Linked DNA regions of Oryctolagus cuniculus: region 1 is linked to region 2. A link is a contact called in public Hi-C data. All regions are on one chromosome and are shown on one strand. The core of a region is the stretch at or near the end of the contact, and the rest is flanking DNA. Distances in the headings are between cores, read along the strand shown.

Region 1 (4,169 bases), core at 1,573-4,072, 650 kb before region 2:
CGGTCCCTGCTGCGGCCTCCCAATGACCTAAGAGCAAGGGTTCAAACCTTGCTCTTAGTGATCTGTCTCCCAGCCCAGCACAGGGGAGCAGAGAGTTTGCAGAAGGTGGCCAGGAAGTGCCCACTGTCTCCTGGGGTTCCCGGTGGGCCACTCTCACAGCCCCAGGTGGTCCTGGCTTCAAGACCAAGCTCTCCACCTCTGGCCTGTGGGGACGGCTGACCCTGGGCAGGCATCTGCAGCAGCCCACGCCAGTCCCCACGCTGGCTCCTGGCAGGGAAGCACCAGTCGGGCCTCCGGCCCCCAGAACTCCACCCCTAGCTGCGGGAACCCTGGCAGAGCGCAGAGGGCGCGGCCATTGTCCTCCACGTGCCTTTCTAGAAAGCCTGCTGGGAGGCACAGGAGGCAGCAGCTCTTGGCCACCGACACAATGGCAGGACACAGGGGGACCCCCTGAGACACCGCCGCCCCTGCCTGCCTTCGTGCAGGACTGCTGACCCAGATCCTCACCCCCGTGGGGCAGGGCACACACTTGGGGAGAAAGCTGAGGTTCAGAGCAAGGGTGCTGGGCGTGGAACCCCCAAGCAGAGAGAGCAAGGCTGTGCAGCTCCCAGGACAGGACAAGTGGGAGGGGCGGAGGGGGTTGCAGCCTGGAATTGCTGCTCTGCATGGATGTCGGGGTCTCCGGGGACAGGCTGTTTGTCTCTGTTTGCCTTCCCTTGGGCCGCCGGGATGTCCTGGGAGGACTCGTCAGGTGGTTTGTTGAACCAACACAGGCAATGCTGTGAGCTCATCTCCCTGGAGCCCCTCCCCTCCACCCCCAGGAGTCTGCTAGGAAGGTGGGAGGTACCCGGCCAGGAGAAAGGGGACAAAAGGGACTTTGGAGAGGCCACACAGAGCTGAGCGTGGCTGTGGGGAGGGAAAAGCAACTTCACGGGACGCCCGCCGTGGCCAAGCCTTTCCCGGGCAGGAATCCCCCACGGTCACCTGCTGTTTGCTCCCACGTGACAGGGAGGCTAGCACTGGGTCTGCCTCACCCAAAGCCGGGGGTCTCTGCAGGGCCACTTCAGACGCAGGGGTGCAGGGTGTGCAGCGTCCTGGGCTCCCGCCCGCCACTGCGCACACTCCGGGTTTCCTACACTTCCAGCTCCGGGCAGCAGGGGGAGGCTGTGCTGCATCTGGTCGCAGACTGGAGCAGGGGTTAGGATCGGGCGGCAGGAGAGGCGAGGCCTCCTTCCGCAGCTGCTGGGTTTGGGGAGCCTTTAGCCGCGCCCCCGGCACGGGGCGGGAGGTTTCCACCCGGATCTGCCAAGTGGAGTCTCACTGCTGCCCCAAAGAGAAGTTGAAACGCCTCAGTCCGAGGCTTCCCCAGTCTGTCTGCGCCCCAGTCTGCCCGTCACTCCCGATTTCCCGCTTCCAGGTTTTGCACAGGCTCTCCTCCGGCGGGGACGCCCATTCTGTTCCTTCCTGCCTGGCCAACTCCTACACATGCTCCAATACCTGGCGTCAACATCACCTCCTCCAGGAAGCCTGCCCGAATTTTCTCTACTCCCTACAGCTCCATCACAACTCCCGCTCCCTGCTTTCCTATATCACCTGCGTCCCAGGCCCCCATAGGATGGGCCCACGATGGGCGTTTAATGAAAGGTTTCCCCCTGCAGGTGTCTGTGGTGGGAGTGAGAAAATGCTGCTGCCCAGAGCCCAGGGGTGCACTTTACTTCCCAGGGGGTGTCACGAGGGTCGAGAGAGAGAGAGAGCCGGAATACACAGGAACTTTGCAAACTGTAGAGTGTCCTACCCAGCAGGTCCTGGTACCGCACAGCTTTGCCCCTGTCCCCTGGTTCCCTGAGCACCTAGCAGCACCCCAAATCTCACGAGCAAGGAGGAGATGGGGTTCAAGGCAAGCCCTTAGCCCCCAGAAAGGCGAACACCCTGTGGGAGTCGCCCCCCAGTGACGATGGAAGCCAACGTCCTTCCTTCCACAAAAGGGTAAAGGGAGGGGCAGAGAGGGGTCAGCGAGTACCCAAGGTCACACAGCAGGAGCGGGAGGCGACCTGGGTCCTCCCAGCGCAGCAGGTGTCTTCAGATCCGGGGCAGCTGCTCCCCAGTACCTCGTCCCCGACCCTGCAGTCCAGGGCGCCCAGCCCATGCGGTCCCACACCAGGCTCGGCCGCCAAGGAGCGCCGAGCGCCCTCTGGATGGCGTGGTCCGGGCAGCTCCCCACCGTCCTCCTCCTCCACTCACCTCCAGGCCCGGAGGACCGTGCTCGGCTGTGGCGGGCCGGGCGCCGCCCGCGCCGCCGCCCCGTGCTGTTCCCGCGCGGCTGGGCCGCCCTCCGGCGCCCTGGGGTGGGGCAGGTGCAGCGGGTGCGCTATCCCTTTAAGCCCGGGCGAAAGGCGAGGTGTCGGCGGTCGCCGAGGCTAGCGCGGGACGTCGCCACCCGCCGGGCCGGAGCCAGGGGCCGGGAACCGCGGAGTGAGCGGGGGGCGCAGGGGACAGCAGAGCCGGGGCACTGCGGGTCCCTTCGCTGCCCAGTGCGCGCGCCACCCCGGGCCCCGCGAGCGGCCCCGGTGTCTTGCGGAGGATGTGAGAGGCGGCGCGGGCGGTGTCGGGGCGGGGGGCGCGGGAGAGGGCGGCGGCGACAGACGCGGGACAGAGTCCGGGCAGGGGGAGCCGGGCGGGGAGGAAGCGGAGAGGCGGCGGCGGCCGAGAGGAGAAGGGGGCGCGAGAGCACGCAGCGCGGGCGGCGGCGCAGGGGCGGGGGGCCGAAGCCTGCGGGTGGGGGCGCGGAAGCGGAGCCGGGCTCCAGGGCTGGGGTTCGGCCGGGCGTGGTGGAGGAGCCGAGCGCCCGCGCGGTCCCCACGGGGAGCGGCGGGGCACGTGAGCGGCCGGCCCGGCAGAGGGCGCAGGGCCGCGCTCTGGGGATTCCGGGCGGCCGGGGCCGGGGGCCTTTGTGAGCGCCCCATCAGGGCGAGCCCGGGAGTGCGGAGCCCCGGTGAGGCGGCGGCGGGCCCTAGCGCGCTCGGTGTGCGCGGGTGGGAGCGCCCGGGCGGCCGGGAGCGCGCGTTAGGGATTCTGCCGGCATCGCAGCGCGGAGAGCTGGAGGCAGGAGCCGGCCGCGCCGGGGAGCGCAGGGTCCTCCCGCGCACACGCACACGCACACGCCGCGCTCTCACGCGCGCACACGCCCTCCCTGCCTCGCTCGCGCCGCTGCCACCATCTCGGAGCCGAGCCCTGTGGAGCGGGCACCCGAGCCGGAGCCGGGACTGGAGCGCAGCCGAGCCGGGGGATGCGGGCCCGGAGCAGAGCCGCGCGCGGACGGCGCGCCCCGGATGGTGAGTGAGGCCGGGCCGGGCCGCTGCGGCGAGGCTGGGGCCGCGGGGACGCAGGCCAGGGAGCAGGGGGTCCGGGCGCCGGCAGCGCCGCGTGCGCGGCCTCTGATTGGGCGGGAGCCTTGGGGGCAGCGGTGCGGGTGTCGAGTGCGCGTCCGTGGGGGGCGCTCGCGCGCGGAGCTGGGGGGTGCGCGCTCTGTACCTCAGGCCGTGACCGCGCTCCCGCCTGCGCGCGGCCCCGCCTCAACCCGCACCTGCCACCAGAAGCCTTGCGACTTGGAGCAACTTTGCGGAGCCCCCGGGGCGCGGCAGGCCGGGAGGGGGCGGGGAGGCTCTTTAAGGGTGTGGGGTGGAACTCTGGCCTCTTCCCTGGCGGGCACGCGAGTGCGCTAAGCCTCTGCCCCAGCCAGCGCGGCCGCCGGCTCCCCGGGATGCCCAGCCGGCCCTGCGGCGTCTGGCTGGAGCCGCTCCGGGCGCCGGGCTCCTGTGACCCCGCCAGGGTCAGCTGGTACCGCGTGGCCACGTTCCCCAGGCCGGGAAGCCGAGTCTTTGCAACCAGGCCAGAGACACGGGGGTTGCGGGGCCAGAGTGGAGGAGATGTGGCCCTTGTGTGCCTGCCTTTGTGTGTCTCCCGCGCTGCTTCTCTGCGGGACAGTTGGCTCGAGAGGGGGCACCTGCTGGCGCGGTGCCCTGGGCACCGAGGCCGTGGTCTTTCGGCTCCCCGTACTCTGCTGCGGGGCCTCGGAACCTGCCCACACCCGGAGGCCGCCCAGCCGGTGCGGAGGAAGACTGGCTGGGGAGATGTCCGCGTGGGGCCCCGGAAGCTGCGGATGGCCGATT
Region 2 (3,974 bases), core at 785-3,284:
GGTTCGTGACCACGGAGGGCCACAGCCAAGGCACCCGAGGCCTGAGGAACATTCAGGACACTTCTGGGAGTCAGACTAAAGCTGTCCTGTCGAGTTCCCAGTGCCGTGTAATTCCCAGGTGAGACCCCTGGGACGCACTGCGTGGCACCGGGCAGCTTCCCACATGTAGGTCATTCTTGCTCTGGTCTCAGGAGTGCCCGGCCTTAGGTTGTGCCTCGGTTAGGACCTGTTCCCTGTCCCGCCAGCAGGGGGCCGAGGAGATGCTGGCCAGGCCTAGCCCCGCCTGTTTCTCGCGGCTCCAGCTGTCCGGAGGGCCGCAGGGCCCCACTTCCATGCCCCTCGCTGGCTGCGGAGGGTTGGACGTGCCAGTCCAGCCTGATGAGCCGCAGCACGGCTGCCCACGAGGCTGGAATGTTAGTTTTACCTCACTGAAGCTCCTTCCCCAAGGCCTACAGTGCTGTGCGAGGCCGGACCGAGGGGCCGCTCCGGCTGATGTGTGCGCCCAAGTCCAGCTGCCCGTGCCTGCCGAGCTCTGGGAGTGGGCTCCGTGGGCCAGAACCGGGGTCCCCAGGGAGGTCCGAGGAGCTGCAGTGCAAGCCGCTAGGTAGGGATTATACCAAAGAAACAGCCTCTGTCCTGGTGCTTCGGCAGCGATGAGCTGTGCCGGGACCAAGCCCACGGGCAGGGAGCTGGCACACGGACCGCGGCAGGGTGTTCAAACCCTCAGAACACCTGCTTTCTTGTTAAGAAGTCCGTTAAGAAGCCCATGCAGTAAATTAAGAGAAAAACGTAGAAGATGATGATGAAACCCTGAGCAGACAGAGCCCTCCAGGACTGGGGAGAAGAGACCGGCCCCCTCCTGCTACCCGGCAGTCCTGGCCACGGCCACGGCCACGGCCACGGCCACTCCTCAGCTGGGGAGCACCGGACCCCGGTGACAGCGAGAGCTGAAGGGTTTTCCTTGTTTCTTTGTTTGTTTTTTTAAACTAGAGGTCATGATAGTTTCAATAAGTTTGTTTAAACAGCCCTTGGGACATTCTTAACAAACTGCACCATGTTTATAAAGCTTCCTGCAGAGGCATTCCCCGCCCGTCACCACCATCCCTCCGTGCCCAGAACGCACAGGTGCTACCCAGCCGCCCAGCGCCCCCACCCCGCAGCCGTGAGAGATCAGAACAGGCTGTTACAGCGGCGCCGGGGCAGCTTCCCGCCGGGGTGGGCAGCTGGGCCCCGCGCCTGGGACGGCCCACCCAGAGGGTCTCCCCTCCCCCACCACGTTCCAGCTTCTCACCTTGGACCCATCCCACCCACCCCCTTGTGGGCTTTTTTTTTTTTTTTTTAATTTTTTCCCTAATCAAGAAAGTTTCAGGGAATCAAAAGAGGTCGGGAATTTTTTAACCTAGCAGAAGTACAGAGTTATATATTTTGCTACGAATATTATTGTAGTCCAGAGAACCCACTTTGCCTGTTGGGGTGTGCGTGCGTGTGTGTGAGTGTGTGTGTGTGTGTGTGTCTGCACCCACGATGACTTGAATGTTGAGCCAGCCCGATGGCTTCAGGGTAGCATTTCGGAAAGGTTAAACCACACTGCTCCAGGAAACGCTGCACACAGTCCCTGGGCATCCCTTCCCCCACCAGTTCCAGAGAGTGCTGTGCGTGCGGACACAGTGGTGAGGGCTCGTCTGCGGGCGGAGACCAAGTGGCCGCCCCGGCGACGCGAGTCGCGACAGCCCTCCCTCCAGTCCCTCCGCGTCCCCGCTTCCCAGGGCCTCGCCTCTCCACCTGCCCCCTCACCCCCGAGAGTCCCCTCGGCCACCGGGGCGCCACCCTCTGGTTTGCTGTGGTACTTTGCTGTGTACTCCGTGGCATCATGTAACTGTGTAAATAAACTCATTTTCATACACACGACAAGCCGACTCCTGGCTGGTTCTCCTGGCGACGGTTCCACGCTTGCAGCCATGGCCGTGGGCGGACACCCCATCCATCCAGCGGGAGATGACGGCGTTTAGCCACCCAGCGCCTTATCTCCTCCTGGCAGGGATGCCTTGTTCTCTCATCTCAGAAAAGGCAGTGGGCCGTTCCCAGCCCGCAGACTACAGGTTTGCTGCGTGAGGCTGCCCCCTAGTGGCAGGCCACCCACTCGCTGGATTTGGAGAGGCGCCGCTGGCTGCCCCTCTGTCCTGGGCAGGCACAGGGCCTGGAGGCAGCTTCGCCAGGATCCGCGTGCCTTTGACCTGGTCCTTAAAGACACGGTCGCAGGCAGGGCCCTCACCAAGGCTGGCACTTCAGTGGCAGAGACGGGAGGCCACCTGGCTTCAGTGTAGGCAGTGGGCAGTGACTAGCAGTGTTGGCGGCAGCTGCCTGCTTATCACAGTGACGAGGATGAAGGTGGGCGCTTAGAGACCCTGCACTCGGCCCTGATAGTGGTCACCGCCTCCCGCCAGGGGCTGCAGCTCTTCTGCTCCGGGGCGCACCCCGGAACTCACGGTGTCACCTGGGCCCGGGAGGGAGGGTCAGCAACAGAAAAAAGCACCGGCCGCAGGGCACAGCTGTGGTCCCCTGGCCCGGCTGGAGTGGCGAGAGAAAGCCCCTCCCCTGGCTCCCGCAGGGCGGACCCCAGGACGGAGGCAGCCAGGGCTGGGTGCACTGGGCTTGGGGTTGCCGTCGAGCTGCGGGTGTGAGTGCCCAAGAGGATGGGGGCCCTCTTCTGGGTGGGACAGGCCAGAGAGAACCAGAGTTCTGCTCTTCAGGGGGTCACTTAGTCCTGTGGGCAGTACTGTGCACCCCGCAGAGAAAGCACCCGGGAGAGCCCCAGAGCCGTTCCCAGGGGGTTCCCGGTGAGACCACCTCCTCCCTGACCTGGGCTGTGCAGCCGCAGCGGCACCGTGGACATTGGCCAGGGCCTCTGGCATCCACACGCCTGCAGAGTGAACCTCGGATTCTTCCCTGCCCAGAGAGGAGCGCGCCGACCCCACAGCCCACGCGGCCTTTGGAGCCAGCCTGGGCTCCGCTTCCTGCTTTAGGGGCCCAGAACCGCAGTCATGGTCACCAGCTGTGGGCAGGAGCAGCCGCAGGCAAGGAAACTCACACTCGGGATTCCCACTGTGGGCGGGGCGGGGCTGGCCCGGGGTGGGGGCAGAGGCGGGAGGGAGATGATCGCCGCGATCCAATTTTCTCACGCTGGCAGGCCTCGCAGACGCCGCAGCCTGGGCACAGCCTGGCTCCCTGCAGACCCCGCGGGCCCTCTGTGCATGCGCACATCGCAGCTGCAAGGTGCGTGGGAGTGACCTGTAGGTCTGCACCGCTGGTGATGGTCGGCTTTGGGATCTGAGAGGGGCCAGGCCGGGGGAGGGAAGAGGGTGTGGGGACAAAGGGGAGAGGGGTCCCTAGAGAAGTCCCCGGCCTGCTGGGAGCGGGAGAGGCCATGCCCTCTGTGGTCTGCTCCCCTGCCTGCACGCCAGTCAGCCTGAGTGTCCCCCCCTCCGCCTCCCTTCTCTCCCACCCCCTGGAGGGTGGGGGGCTCTGCGGGCCCACACTGTGATTGGTGACGCGGTCACGGAAACAGGCCCCAGCCACGTGCTCCACCTGCAGCCTCACTTTGTTCAGCCACCACATCTGATGACTATTCTGACGATATTTTTAAGATTTAATTATTTGGCCGGCGCCGCGGCTCACTAGGCTAATCCTCCACCTTGCGGCGCCAGCACACCGGGTTCTAGTCCCGGTCGGGGCGCCGGATTCTGTCCCGGTTGCCCCTCTTCCAGGCCAGCTCTCTGCTGTGGCCCGGGAGTGCAGTGGAGGATGGCCCAAGTGCTTGGGCCCCGCACCCCATGGGAGACCAGGAGAAGCACCTGGCTCCTGGCTCCTGCCATCGGATCAGCGCGGTGCGCCGGCCACAGTGGCCATTGGAAGGTGATCCAACGGCAAAAGGAAGACCTTTCTCTCTGTCTCTCTCACTGTCCACTCTGCCTGTC

The links. Hi-C and Micro-C count contacts between places; a contact is called where the count stands out from the background.
Region 1: a Hi-C map of an unstated tissue shows a contact between it and region 2, with 2.6 times the contacts expected there. The contact joins the promoter of LINGO1 here to the enhancer-like site in region 2. A contact is called at or near these places in 2 of 6 Hi-C or Micro-C datasets (ear pinna and an unstated tissue).

What each region holds. Positions count from the first base shown.
Region 1 is chr12:108,267,121-108,271,289 of mOryCun1.1, reverse strand. LINGO1 (leucine rich repeat and Ig domain containing 1) reads left to right here and starts at 2,822. Exons shown (of 4, transcript XM_070054640.1): 1 at 2,822-3,332.
Region 2 is chr12:107,619,536-107,623,509 of mOryCun1.1, reverse strand. PEAK1 (pseudopodium enriched atypical kinase 1) reads left to right here. Exons shown (of 9, transcript XM_070054636.1): 9 at 1-1,908. Among named protein-coding and RNA genes, the nearest start is that of TSPAN3, 24 kb to the right of the region's middle. Within about 2 kb of position 2,034, at least 1 of the 8 cell types and tissues checked has an H3K27ac peak or open chromatin away from gene starts, as enhancers often do.